2 separate regions of the Canis lupus genome follow, and region 1 is linked to region 2. Evidence: chromatin contacts called from public Hi-C data. All regions are on one chromosome and are shown on one strand. Each heading gives the region's core, a stretch centred on a gene start, on an enhancer-like site or on the middle of the called end of the contact. The rest is flanking DNA. Distances are from core to core; before and after follow the strand shown. Region 1 holds the start of YBX2 (Y-box-binding protein 2). Region 2 holds the start of SLC16A11 (monocarboxylate transporter 11).

Region 1 (5,707 bases), core at 1,349-3,848, 180 kb before region 2:
CCCGAGAGCATGGTGGGAGCCACAGCAGGAACACTTGTCCCAACCGAGTAGAAAGAGAAGCAGATGCCAGGCAATGACTGCCCCCATCAGCAAGGGCTCGTGGACCACTGCTGAAGACAGCTGGGGGGCAGACACCAGATCTGGGGTGGTGGGGTGTGAAAGACACAAGAGGAAGTAGACACCACCCTAAAGACTGCTTTCAGGAAGTCTGGTGTTTCTTTGATAGAGCTGCAAAGGACAACATTTAAGGAGGGAGGGCTTTTGCTTTAATGTATTAATTTTTAAAACAGGGAGCATGGGGTGCCTGGGGGGCTCAGCGGTTGAGCATCTGCCTTTGGCTCAAGGGTGTGACCCTGGGGTCCTGGGATCGAGTCCCACATCGGGCTCCCCGCAGGGAGCCTGCTTCTCCCTCTACTTGTGTCCCCCTCTCTCTCTGTGTCTCTCAAGAATAAATAAATCAAATCTTAAAAATAAATAAATAAAACAGTGAGCAAGTCAAGCAAGACGGTGAACTTAGGTGGACAGGAGCTAACGGGGAGGCAGTGACAGAGGAGGAAGTCTTTTGGCTAGAATGGCCAGGAGCCCTTGTTAGTTCTAGCCCTGAAACATATTTAAATCACTGGAAAATCACACCTGCAAACCCTCCAACTGAACAGGCACATTGACTGCTTGTCGCCGGGGCACCTGCTAATTCCTGTCCATGGATATAGACAGCACGTCACTGTTTCCTGCCTCTGCGCTGTCGCAGGGCACTTGTCCCTCGTTGCCCCACGCCGGGCAGGGAGGTCCTCTTGACATCTTTTTACCCCTATCATAGGGCTCACCCTTCCTGGGGACTTCCTCTCATCTCACAGTTCGGTTAACCAGTCCGCGCCCTCGGCACCTCCTGCGTGCTCCCTCTGCCGCCCAGGCCCCTCGCCGTGGCTCCCGCTTGCCTCGCCCCGCCCTGCCCTCCCGCTTCTGCACTCCTCGGGCTCCTGGCTGGACACAGGTGCATGGGTCCTTAGCCCAAGGGAGGGGTGGTCCTCTCTGCGTCCATCCCGGCCTTGCCTTGCCACTTAGTCGTTTTCTTACCTATCCCCTGCCTTTTGTGTCCGCGCTCCCCAAGGCGCTGCGACAGAGGACAGTGGCCTCGGGAAGGGCCGCAGGGCTGGGGCGGGCGGGGGAGCAGGTGGCGACACCGCGGAGGACTGGGCGGGGGGGGGGGGGGGGGGGGGGAGCCGGTGCCTCCGGGCGCGGCCGGCAGAGGGCGCGCGGGCACCGGGATTGGCCGCGGCAGCCGAGGGAGAGCGGCCCCTGGGACCCGGGCGCGTGCGGGCACAAGGGCTGCTGGCGCTCAGAGGCCCGGCTAAAAATACGCGCGCGCCGTCCAGGTCTCGGGGCCGAAGAGGGGGCGGCCCTCGGAAGGAGCGACCTCTGCAGCCTGGAGGGAGAATGCAGCTTTGGGGGAGCCCGCAGGGCTCCCGAGGCACCTGGGGAGAGCCTCGCCCAGGCCTCAGTCTTCCCGTCTGCAGGATGGGGGCCGTGTATTTCTCCAAGAAACAGTGAGTGGCCGCTGCGGGCGTCAGGCGCGCCGCCGCCAAGTTCTTACAGCCGTGCGGTTCGGCGTCACGGGGCCGAGGCGGTGCAGGGGGAGAATAAACGGGCAGGTGCAGGAGGCGCTCAGATGTTCAAGCACGGAAAGAGAAGAATAAAGGATGATGTGCCAGAGAGTAGGCCGCCCGGAGAAGCACAGAGGCGCGTTCCAGGGGGAGGACAGTGCCCCTGCAAAGGCCCAGAGGCCGCAGAGCCTGGCCGCTTGGGGGAAAAGATGGAAGGTGGAGGGAACGGCCCGGGAGCCGGACGGGGCAGCCGGCACCCAGAAACCGTCGGGGTCCGCGGGGATGTTGGGGTGCCTGGAAGGGGTCGAGGGGAGCTCTGTTTGACCGCGGTGTCGGCCGCACGGATAAACGGAGTCGTGCATTTTGCTCCGTGGATTCTACCTCTGATGCAAAAGGGAGCATAGCTACGAGCTGGGTAGTCATCCTTGTGCAGCGCGGGCGGGTACGCGGCGTCTGGAGGGCGAGGGCAGAGAGGAACGGGGCCGACCGCAGCCGGAGCCGAGGCGGTCGGCGCCAGCCCCCTCCCGGGTCGTCAGGGGCAACCCTGGAGCTGCGCCCCCCCGCCCCGCCCTGCGCGCAGCAGCCAGGTGGCGGTTGGGGCGCGACCAGCCCGTTTGATTTCCCGCGGCCGGTGGAGAAGGGGGAAGGGGCGAGGGGCCGCCGGCCAATGGGCTGTGCCGGCCGCTGTCACGTGACGCCCGAGGGGCGGGGCCCACATGTACTTACGGGGCGGTGAGCGGGGGGCCTTGGCCTCCGCGCGAAGTCCGGGAGGCGTGGCCGGTGTGCGCGCCGGGGGAGCTGCTCCTCTCCAATTGGCCCGTGGCCGGGAGGCGGGGCCTGCGCGCGCCGCGGCTGCGGGTTGCTATTGGCCTCGGCCGGAGGCCGGCTGGCGGCGTGCGGGCGAGGCTCGGGGCGCGAGGACCGAGCCGGGCGGCGGGTTCGCGAGCCGGGGGGAGGGGCCGGGGCGGTGGCGGCGGCGGAGGAGGCGGAGGCGGAGGCGGCGGCGGGGGCCGGTACCGGACCCGGCGGGATGAGCGAGGCGGAGGCGGCAGCGGTGGCGACAGCGGCCCCCGCGGCGACGGTGCCCGCGACGGCGGCAGGGGTGGTAGCGGTGGTGGTGCCGGTGCCCGCGGGGGAGCCACAGAAAGCAGGCAGCGGGGCGGGCGGCGGCGGGGTCGGAGCCGCCTCGGGCCCCGCTGCTGGGACCCCCTCGGCGCCGGGTCCCCGCACCCCTGGCAACCCGGCGACGGCAGCCTCGGGGACCCCCGCGCCCCCGGCCCGGAGTCAGGCGGACAAGCCGGTGCTGGGTGAGGGGAGGGCGCGTGCCAGAGCGGCTCTACGGGGTCGACGGGCTGGGGGAGGGGCGTCGCGGAGCCCACGCGATGCAGGAAGCCCCCGGAGGCTGGCCTGGCGCCCGAGGCTCAAAGGACTAGCTGGGCCAGGGGGCGGCTGACCAGAGTGGGTTCCCCTGGTGGGCAATCCTGCCGTGCCTTCCCGACTGGTGCCCTGGGCACGCCCCCTGCGGCGGGAGGCTCGGCCTAGTCCCAGCCGAATCCCAGCCTGGGAAGCAGGTGCACCGGGAACCCTTTCTTTGGGAGGGCAGGAACCGGTGGGCCGGGTGAGTACCTGGTTCTAGGTGAAGGGCCGGGCTTTGTGGCTCAGGAGAAATGTGACTTAGAGTTGGAAGGGTCTCGAAAGCCTGAGCCCCCTCTGTGTGGGCGCCTCCGTTTGGTGGACCTGGGATCAGAATGCCTTAAAGCTAGCCACTGGGTGAAACCCGGTGGCTTGAAGTTAAGCTTAATAGGTAAAGGGAGGTAGATTCGATTTGGAGTGTTTCCAAACTGAGCCCAACCCCATCTCTTCCCCCCACCTTACTGCCCCCACTGCATCTCTGCCTGGCAGCCATCCAAGTCCTGGGCACTGTCAAATGGTTCAACGTCCGGAATGGTTACGGATTCATCAACAGGTATCTTAGAAACCCAGGGAGGGGGTGGCAGGGGTGTCTTCCAATCTGGCCCGTGGGACTGGACACCTTCCCCACCTCCTCTCTACCCCTGCTGAGGCACATGGTTGCAATGTCCAGCTGACGCTGATTGAAAGCATTTAACCGCCGCACAAATGGGGGCAAGATGAGCCTCCTCCACATCTCCGAGGGCAGCAGAGAGTTAATGATCTAGGAACTTGGCAAACCTGGCTCGGAGCCACCTGGCTTGCCTGTCTCACCTTGTGGTTTAGTTTGCTTCGCCTTTGGGGCAGAATGTACCTGCTGTCTGTGCCTCAGGGCTCCGGGCTGGAATCCTCCCTCATTTCCTGTTTGGGGCGGCTGGAGGAGCACTCCCCTGACTCATCTCCCTTAGAGGGCTGCTGGCTCATTTGAATCCCCCCACCTGATGGGGCTGTGGGCTGGTGAGGGGGGTGGCTGTTGGGGAAGGAAGCCAGCCCTGCCGGTTCCCTTCAGCTGGGCAGCCCCAATCCCCCCACCCCCATCACTACTGGGAGGGGCAGTAGTGGCAGATTCTGAGCAGAGCCAGGGCTCCCCCAGTGGGCCCTTCCCCATGTCCGGCAGCCGGCCTGGCCCAGCCCTCCTGGGAGGCCCTGGTTCCCTCTTAGCAGCCTGACCTTTGTGCAGCTCCAAGTGCTTTAAAGCTGGAACATTTGATCTAGGGAAGGATCCCTCTCTAATTCTGGAAGCTGAGGGCTCCTGGGACGTTCTGAAGGAAAACCTTCACATCCCCCCACCCCTGCCATGGGGTGCTGGGATCAAGTGGGGGTAACGAGCAAGTCATGATAGAGAATGGCCCAATACTCTTTCTCACTCTCAGTCTCTCAGTTTGTTGAGCCCGGGGCCTGCCCCTGGGGCTCACCTCCTGGCTGAGGGTGAGAAGCAAGTCCTGGGGGAGTTCCGAGCAGGATCGTGCCAACTTGTCCCATTCTCAGACTTGTTCTGCACCCCTATCCAGGCTGCTCTTTATCCCCCTTTCCTGACTGCAGAAGGGAAGGGCTGAAGAGGGATTTTGCAGCCATGGTGGGGGTTGGAACAGAGGGGTGTTGGCCTGGAACAGTTAGACTGAGCACTGCCAGGCTCTAAGGTGCCCCAGGAGCAGAGGGGCGAGTCCTCAGCAGGTGCAGAACTTGCCTGACTTCTTCAAGGTGACTTTGCCTGTCCTCCACCCTTAGGGAGCTCAGGGCTTTCGCTGAGGTTTTTGGTATACTTCTCACCAGTCTCTGGCTCTTGTCACACTGGGCCCCGTCTACCCCCAAGGAGTCAGGGGAGGCTGGTGAGGGTGGGCCTGCTGCTTTTAGGGCCGGGCTGGGAGGCCTCACCAAGAGCACCCCATAACCAGCCCCCTGTTCTGCAGGAATGACACCAAGGAGGATGTCTTTGTTCACCAGGTAAGAGCTAGGTTGGTTTGGGGAGGGTGTGGAGGGAACCCACCCTCTCTCTGAAGGTCTTTGCTGTAATCCTTAGCAGCACACAGCGGTTTCCTGCTCTTCCCCTCACGACAGCATGGCCAGGAGAAATGGCTTCCCCTCCCCCTCCATCAGGTGCCTGTATTCCCCACCATTGGCCCCACTTGTGTCAGGTTGTGTCTGTGAGGAATGAACTTGTTGCCCTCTGGCCGTGGCATGCTCACTACCTACACCGGGACCTGGTAACACAAGGACGAGTCCTAGGCAGCATGCGGAGGGAGCCGACACAGGCTAGAATACTTGGGTGTGGTGGTTCTCAAAGTGCTGTCCCCAGCGGCAGCAGCATCACCTGTCGTGCAAACTCTCAGGCCCCACCCCAGACCTGCTGGCTCAGGCCGACTTGGGGGCGGAGCCCAGCAATCTGTTCTAACGAGCTCTCCAGGTGATGCTGATGCAGGCCCCGGGGTGAGAACCACCACTCTGGTGGCAGAAGCTCTGAGGTAAGCAGCATGGTGCGTTTTGCTGGCTTTGCAACTTAAGACTGTCTCTGCCTTTTGTTTCGCTGAGTTCCTGTCTCTGGCCTCCCTCTTCAGAGCCTCTGAGGGGTAAAGGGAGGAGGGAGTGTGTTCTGGGGACCGGGCTCGGGGCACCAACACTGGGAGGCGCCTCCTGGGTCTTGGCTTATCCCCTACTAA
Region 2 (6,128 bases), core at 1,042-3,541:
ACTCATCCTTCAAGACCCGGCATAAAGGGCTCCTCTTGTGTGAAGCCTTCCCAGCAGGCCCAAGTGGAATGAGTCAGCTCCTCCCATGCAGCACGCCGTGAGGTCTGTGTCCATCTCATTGTGTTGAGCTCTCTGCATTTCACCTTTTCCCTAATTTCATTGTGGGGGCTCGGAGGGGAGAGACTGTATTATTCATAGTTGTATCTCTAGCCCTAAGCATAGCATCTGGCATGGTTCATGTCTATAAATATTTTGTATGAAGGAGCAAACGAACAAAGCTTATTTTGACTCCTTTCTTTTTTGTTCATAGTCAAGATAGGGAGGCTAGCATTTTCTCATAAACTTTGGAAAATGCTAAGAAAACTGCTCACCATAAAGGAAAAACAAAAAAAAATCATAAATAAATAAAAAATAAAGGAAAAACAAATTCACTTGACCTTTTTGTCACCACTCATATCTTATAACCTGTGTAGTTCTGCTGAGAACTCATGAGACCAATATGGTTCTCTGCCGTCTAGGCATGTGGGGAGAGGGTGGCAGCACTGGAGGGTCCAGCCAGGGTCCTCCAATAATCGCAGCAACAGCGACTGACACATAGCACACTGCAGGCACTGAGCTAGGTCCCATAAACGTGTGTGTCTACACAATGACTCATTCCAACCCTGTACCAGCCCTACCAGGTAGCTACTCTCATGATCCCCATTTTAGAGATGAGGAAGCTGAAGCACACAACTTGCTCACAATCCTACAGCTAATACCTGGTGGAGAGTCCAGCTTGGGAAGTCCATTGTCCCAACCTCAATGCTGTGTGAGCTCCATAGGCAAAAGATGTGTAGTGATGATCATTTGGGCTAATGATCATCGAGGGCCGTGCCTTTTGGGTTTTTTTTTTTTTTTAAGATTTATTTATTTATTCAGAGAGAGAGAGGGGGGCAGAGACACAGGCAGAGGGAGAAGCAGGCTCCATGCAGGGAGCCTACGTGGGACTCAATCCCAGGTCTCCAGGATCCCACCCCCGGCTGCAGGTGGTGCTAAACCGCTGCGCCACCCGGGCTGCCTTTTGATGTCTTTTGATGATCACTTACCCCACTCCCAGGCTTTGGGATGCCCTCTGGGTTCATAAGTAACCCGTAAAGATGCTTGGCGTCACTTTGTACGTCTCCTAGACCCAGGAGGCCCAGTCTCCTCTTTGCGCTATATGTTTACTCCATGGTGCAGAGGGTGTGATTTGTTGGGGGGGAGGGGGCTCTGCTTGGGACTGAGTCCTCAGCAGCCAGTTCAGGACATAAGCTTCCTGCTCCTCCAGCTTCACCTGCCAGGTATCTCCCATAATAGGAGCCCAGAAACCAGTGAGATCACTTTCCTAGGGTGTACATGGCAGGACTGGCAACCCTCATGGACTCCCTGTTCTCCGTCCAGGACGTTTCAAGGAGAGGGGAGCCCAGATGTACAAATTCAGGGGTAAGGAAAAGCTAGGCATGTCCTTGGAGCAGGTGAGGCGCTTAGGGCTGTCAGAAGGGCACAGGAGAGAGAGGAGGGAGATGGGATGCCGCGGTGGGGGGAGTGCACTTTGGGGCATGCAAGGCCTAATATCCAAAGCAGAGAAATGTGGTTGTTTTACTCGAGTTGCAGATACGTTCTCAACAACTAGGAAACACTGCCACCATGTGGCTCTCAGGGAGGCTGGCTCCAAACTGTAAATTGCCAAATTTTCTGCTACCGTGTAACAATTAAACCAAAAAGCACATCTCTTGATTCAAACAGCTGAAGTAAAGTAACCTTGAGGTAAAAAGGATACTTTTAAATAAAGTTTGCTGAGAAATTAATGCTTTGGGTTCACTTATCGGATTTCTTACTTTGCTTTTAAAATCTGAGTCTTCAGTGGTTCCAATCCCCTGGATCCTTCCTTTTTCCCAGTGACCCTTCTCTTAGAATCGTAAACGCCCTGGCCCTGCAAAGGCCCTGCCATTTCCAGGCCAGTTAGGCATCAAACTGCCCCCAGGCCATTCCCTCCACTGTGGCATTCTGTTTCAGTCCTATTGCTGTTCTCTGGTACCCTCTGCACTTGGACAGATCCAAATTCAAATATTTCCACCATCTTTAAGCTGGGTGCTTTGGGGACGAGGCATCTAATCACTCTATTCCTCGGTGACTTCGTCTGTAAAATGGGCATGGCATCTTCTTCAGCCGTTTCATGTGAGCATGAACAGGTGACTTGCATCAAGTGCCTGGCACACTACAGCTCCTCAAAACGGGGGAATCCTCTTCCGCTTGGCCCTTGAGAGCTGGTTATTGTTGAACAAAGAATGAGAACTCAGTGGAGGTCGGTGATATGATATCCGACAATTATCTGCGCTCCCCCTCCCCCCCCCCAACAAAAGGTCCCTGAGAACAAAAATACTCATCGCGGCAGACTTTGGAGGATTTGCAAGGGTTGCCGATCCGCCCCGGGTTTGCCCGGGATGGCAATCCGCGCGTTTCCACCGCGAGCAGCAGGCCGCAGGTGCGTGGGCTTGAGCCGGGCGGGGGTGGAAGGATTGTGTGTAGATAATTCAATCCCCGTGGGACTCAGCGGCTGGCCTCACCCCCGCGGCTCGGCCGATTGGCTGAAGGTGTCGCCTCCCCCGCCCTCCGCACCCCAGCGTCCCAGGTGACTCGGTCCCCAGTGGCGATCTCTGTTTACCGAGAGAGCCGGCCCAGGTGGGGCTCCATCCCGGCGCTCCGCGCTCGCTCCCCGCTGGGGCCCCGCCCGCGCAGCAAGCGGGGAGAACACCTGGCCCGAGCTGCTCCTCGCCCTTCCCCTCCCCCGCCGCCCGGAGAGGTCGGGTAAGGGGCAGGGGTGTGTGTGGGTGGGGGCGTCCCGGGCCCGGGAGCTCGCGCGGACCCCGGAGATGTAGCCCTAGGCCTGGTTCCCATCCCTCCCCCGCGCCGTGCGGTGCTCGGGGTGACGTGCCCACCCTGGGCGAGCGGCCAGAACCTGGATCTCAGGGATGCCCGGGTCCCTGAGGAGGCACAGACGTAGTGTGTTCCCCTCTTCCCCAGACGGCGATGACCCCCAAGCCGGCCGGACCCCCGGACGGGGGCTGGGGCTGGGTGGTGGCGGCCGCAGCCTTCGCGGTGAACGGGCTCTCCTACGGGCTGTTGCGCTCCCTGGGCCTTGCCCTCCCTGACCTCGCGGAGCACTTTGACCGGAACACTCAGGACACTGCGTGGGTCAGCGCCCTGGCCCTGGCGGTGCAGCAGGCAGCCAGTGAGGGGGGCCCCCGAGGTGGGAGGCGGGCACCGGGGTGGCCTGGCGGAGCGTGTGCGTGGTGATGGAGGACCCACCTGATGACCAGACAACCCGAGAAAGGGGGAGCCGGTGGGATTGAGTTCTAAAAAAGAGAGGGTCTTGAGGTCAAGGGGAGGGGGGTGTTGGGCTGGGGAGGAGCTTAGGCCTGGCAAGCAGCCTAGAAGGGCTGGCTCGAGTCTGGGGGCCCAGGGGCGTGTCTCCCTTTGACTCCGCCCCCTCCTAGGCCCAGTGGGCAGCGCTCTGAGCACCCGCTGGGGGGCGCGCCCCGTGGTGATGGTCGGGGGCGTCCTCACCTCGTTGGGCTTCGTCTTCTCGGCTTTCGCCCGCAGTCTGCTGCACCTCTACCTCGGCCTGGGCGTCCTTGCTGGTGAGGGGAGCGGGACACCCGGGACCCTTAGGGGTGATGTTGGAGAGCGGCGCTTCCTGGGGGCTGGAGGCCAAGGGGGCGGGGCCTCCTGCGAGGGTCAGGGCTGGGATCACTGCGGCGCGCGCGTGCCCTAGCTCCCCGTCCTCACCTGGTCCTGTCGGTTCGCAGGCTCTGGCTGGGCCCTGGTGTTCGCCCCGGCCCTCGGGACGCTGTCCCGGTACTTCTCCCGCCGTCGAGTCTTGGCTGTGGGGCTGGCGCTCACGGGCAACGGGGCCTCCTCGCTGCTCCTGGCGCCCACCCTGCAGCTCCTCCTTGATACTTACGGCTGGCGGGGCGCCCTGCTCCTCCTTAGCGCCGTTACCCTCCATCTGGCCCCCTGTGGCGCCCTGCTGCGACCCCTGGTGCTCCCTGGCGACCCCCCGGCGCGACCCCGCGGGCCCTTGGCTGCATTCGGCCTGGATCTCTTCGCGCGCCGGGCCTTCCTAGTCTTTGCTCTGGGCACAGCCCTGGTCGGGGGCGGGTACTTCGTCCCCTATGTGCACTTGGCCCCCCACGCTTTGGACCGGGGCTTGGGAGGGTATGGAGCGGCGCTGGTGGTGGCGGTGGCTGCGGTGGGGGATGCGGGTGCGCGACTCGTCAGCGGCTGGCTGGCCGACCAAGGCTGGGTGCCCCTCTCGCGGCTGCTGGCGGGGTTCGGGGCCCTGACGGGGCTGGGGCTTCTGGCAGTGGGGCTGGCGCCCTTGCTGGGGAGCCCGGAGGGTTGCGAGGGGCCCCTGCTGGCCGCGGCGGGGGCCTACGGGCTCAGCGCGGGAAGTTACGCACCCCTGGTTTTCGGTGTGCTCCCTGGGCTGGTGGGCCTCGGAGGCGTCGTGCAGGCCACAGGGCTGGTGATGATGCTGATGAGTCTTGGGGGGCTTCTGGGCCCCCCGCTGTCAGGTAAGGGCCTGAGCCACCAGATCCCTCGGCCACCATCCTGTGCCCCTGGGTCCCAGGCCCCTGAATTCCTTTCCCCTTCTTCACAGGCTTCCTAAGGGACAAGACGGGAGACTTCACGGCCTCCTTCCTCACCTGCGGCTCTTTCATCCTCTCTGGCAGCTTCATCTACCTGGGGCTGCCAGGGGCGCTGCCCTCCTGCCCACCAGCCTCCCTGCCAGCCTCCCAGCAGGCCACCTCTCCTCCCCCTGAGAGGGGGGAACTGCTCCCCACTACTCAAGTTGCTCTGCTTTCCCCAGGAGGCTCTCAATCCACTCGGGACACCACTTGTTGACCATTTGTTTGAGCCACTCCCCCAATAAAGAATTTCTACCCAGTTTCTCACAAGCTCCAACTCAGCCAGTTGAGGAGGCTGAAAACATTCTTTCTACTTAAGATATTCAAGGGGGCGCCTGGGGGACTCCATCTGTTAAGCCTCTGACCTGATTTTGGCTCAGGTCATGATCTCAGGGTCGTGGGATTGTGCCCCCAGTGGGATCCCCGCTGGGCATGGAGCCTGCTCAAGATTCTCCAGTGCTCTCTCCCTCTGCCCCTCCCTCACAGTCGCTTCCCTCTTCCTCTCTCCCAAAAAGCAAGAAAAACAAAACAGGGAATCTCTGAGAAGCTGCCTGCCTATGCATTTCAGTGTGTTGGGGTGAGGGGGGTGGGCAGGAGGGGACCATCTGCTAACTCCTCCCTGCATTTCAGGCTCCTGTCCCTGGCCTGAGGGAAATGCTGGACCAGACTTCAGCTCTCGAAGCTTTAGTTCCCCTTCCCAAGCCACCCCCACCCTGTGTCCACCCTTATCTTCTACAGCAAGAAACAGGAGATCAGTGGCCACAGGGAGGAACTGTGGTCCAGGGTTAAAGTGGATACCTCCCCTCCGCTTCGTAGCCATGAGCTCATTCAGCCAATCCCAGGGCATGAGCCCCAGCTCTTTCTGAGTTTCTGACAATGACTTGGTTTCCTTATTCGGTTTTATCTCAAAAGGGCATCCCTCTTTCCCAAATGTCTGTCTTCAGAGAAGAAAGTTGGTAGGCAATGCTAGAGATCACAGGTAAAACATGTTAAGTCTCTTGACCTTTGGTTTTCATAGCTGATTCTGAGCTCTGGGCAGCTGGCTGAGCCCCTGGATTCTTTGGCAGAGGTTGTGGGAGCAAAGAAGAGATAATAGGCCTCGAGGAAATACTAGGTGTTGGCACTTGCATTGCAACCTCCCCCTGCCAGGCCTGCCCGGGGGGAGGTGGATCAGGATGCTCAAGGCACTGTGGTTCTGTGGGCACCAAGATGGGGCAGGAGGGGAAGATCTGGTGCTGCCAATGTCTGGCTTTCTGGGTCTCACAGCCCCTTTCTGGAGTTTAGTCCTCTTCTGGCTCTTCCTTGGACAGAGAGACTTTGGTTTCAACTGCCTCTCTTATGCGGTCCTGAGGCTTGGAGGTAGAGGCCAAGGAGCAGAAATGAGGCAGAGTCATGAGGATGCCACTCCCTGCCAGGAGG

The links. Hi-C and Micro-C count contacts between places; a contact is called where the count stands out from the background.
Region 1: a contact with region 2 is called in a Hi-C map of blood, with 9 times the contacts expected there. The contact joins the promoter of YBX2 here to the promoter of SLC16A11 in region 2. A contact is called at or near these places in 2 of 9 Hi-C or Micro-C datasets (amygdala and blood).

The regions. Positions count from the first base shown.
Region 1 is chr5:32,453,652-32,459,358 of UU_Cfam_GSD_1.0, reverse strand. It overlaps YBX2 (Y-box-binding protein 2), which reads left to right and starts at 2,598. Exons shown (of 9, transcript XM_038536649.1): 1 at 2,598-2,908; 2 at 3,504-3,567; 3 at 4,961-4,994. The coding sequence starts at 2,632. It overlaps LOC111095872 (a long non-coding RNA gene), which reads right to left and starts at 1,195. Exons shown (of 3, transcript XR_005359459.1): 1 at 1,075-1,195.
Region 2 is chr5:32,268,850-32,274,977 of UU_Cfam_GSD_1.0, reverse strand. It overlaps SLC16A11 (monocarboxylate transporter 11), which reads left to right and starts at 2,291. Exons shown (of 5, transcript XM_038536606.1): 1 at 2,291-2,503; 2 at 3,043-3,250; 3 at 3,516-3,659; 4 at 3,828-4,595; 5 at 4,682-4,971. The coding sequence starts at 3,049. The coding sequence ends at 4,926. It overlaps SLC16A13 (monocarboxylate transporter 13), which reads right to left. Exons shown (of 4, transcript XM_038536610.1): 4 at 5,248-6,128. The coding sequence ends at 5,990.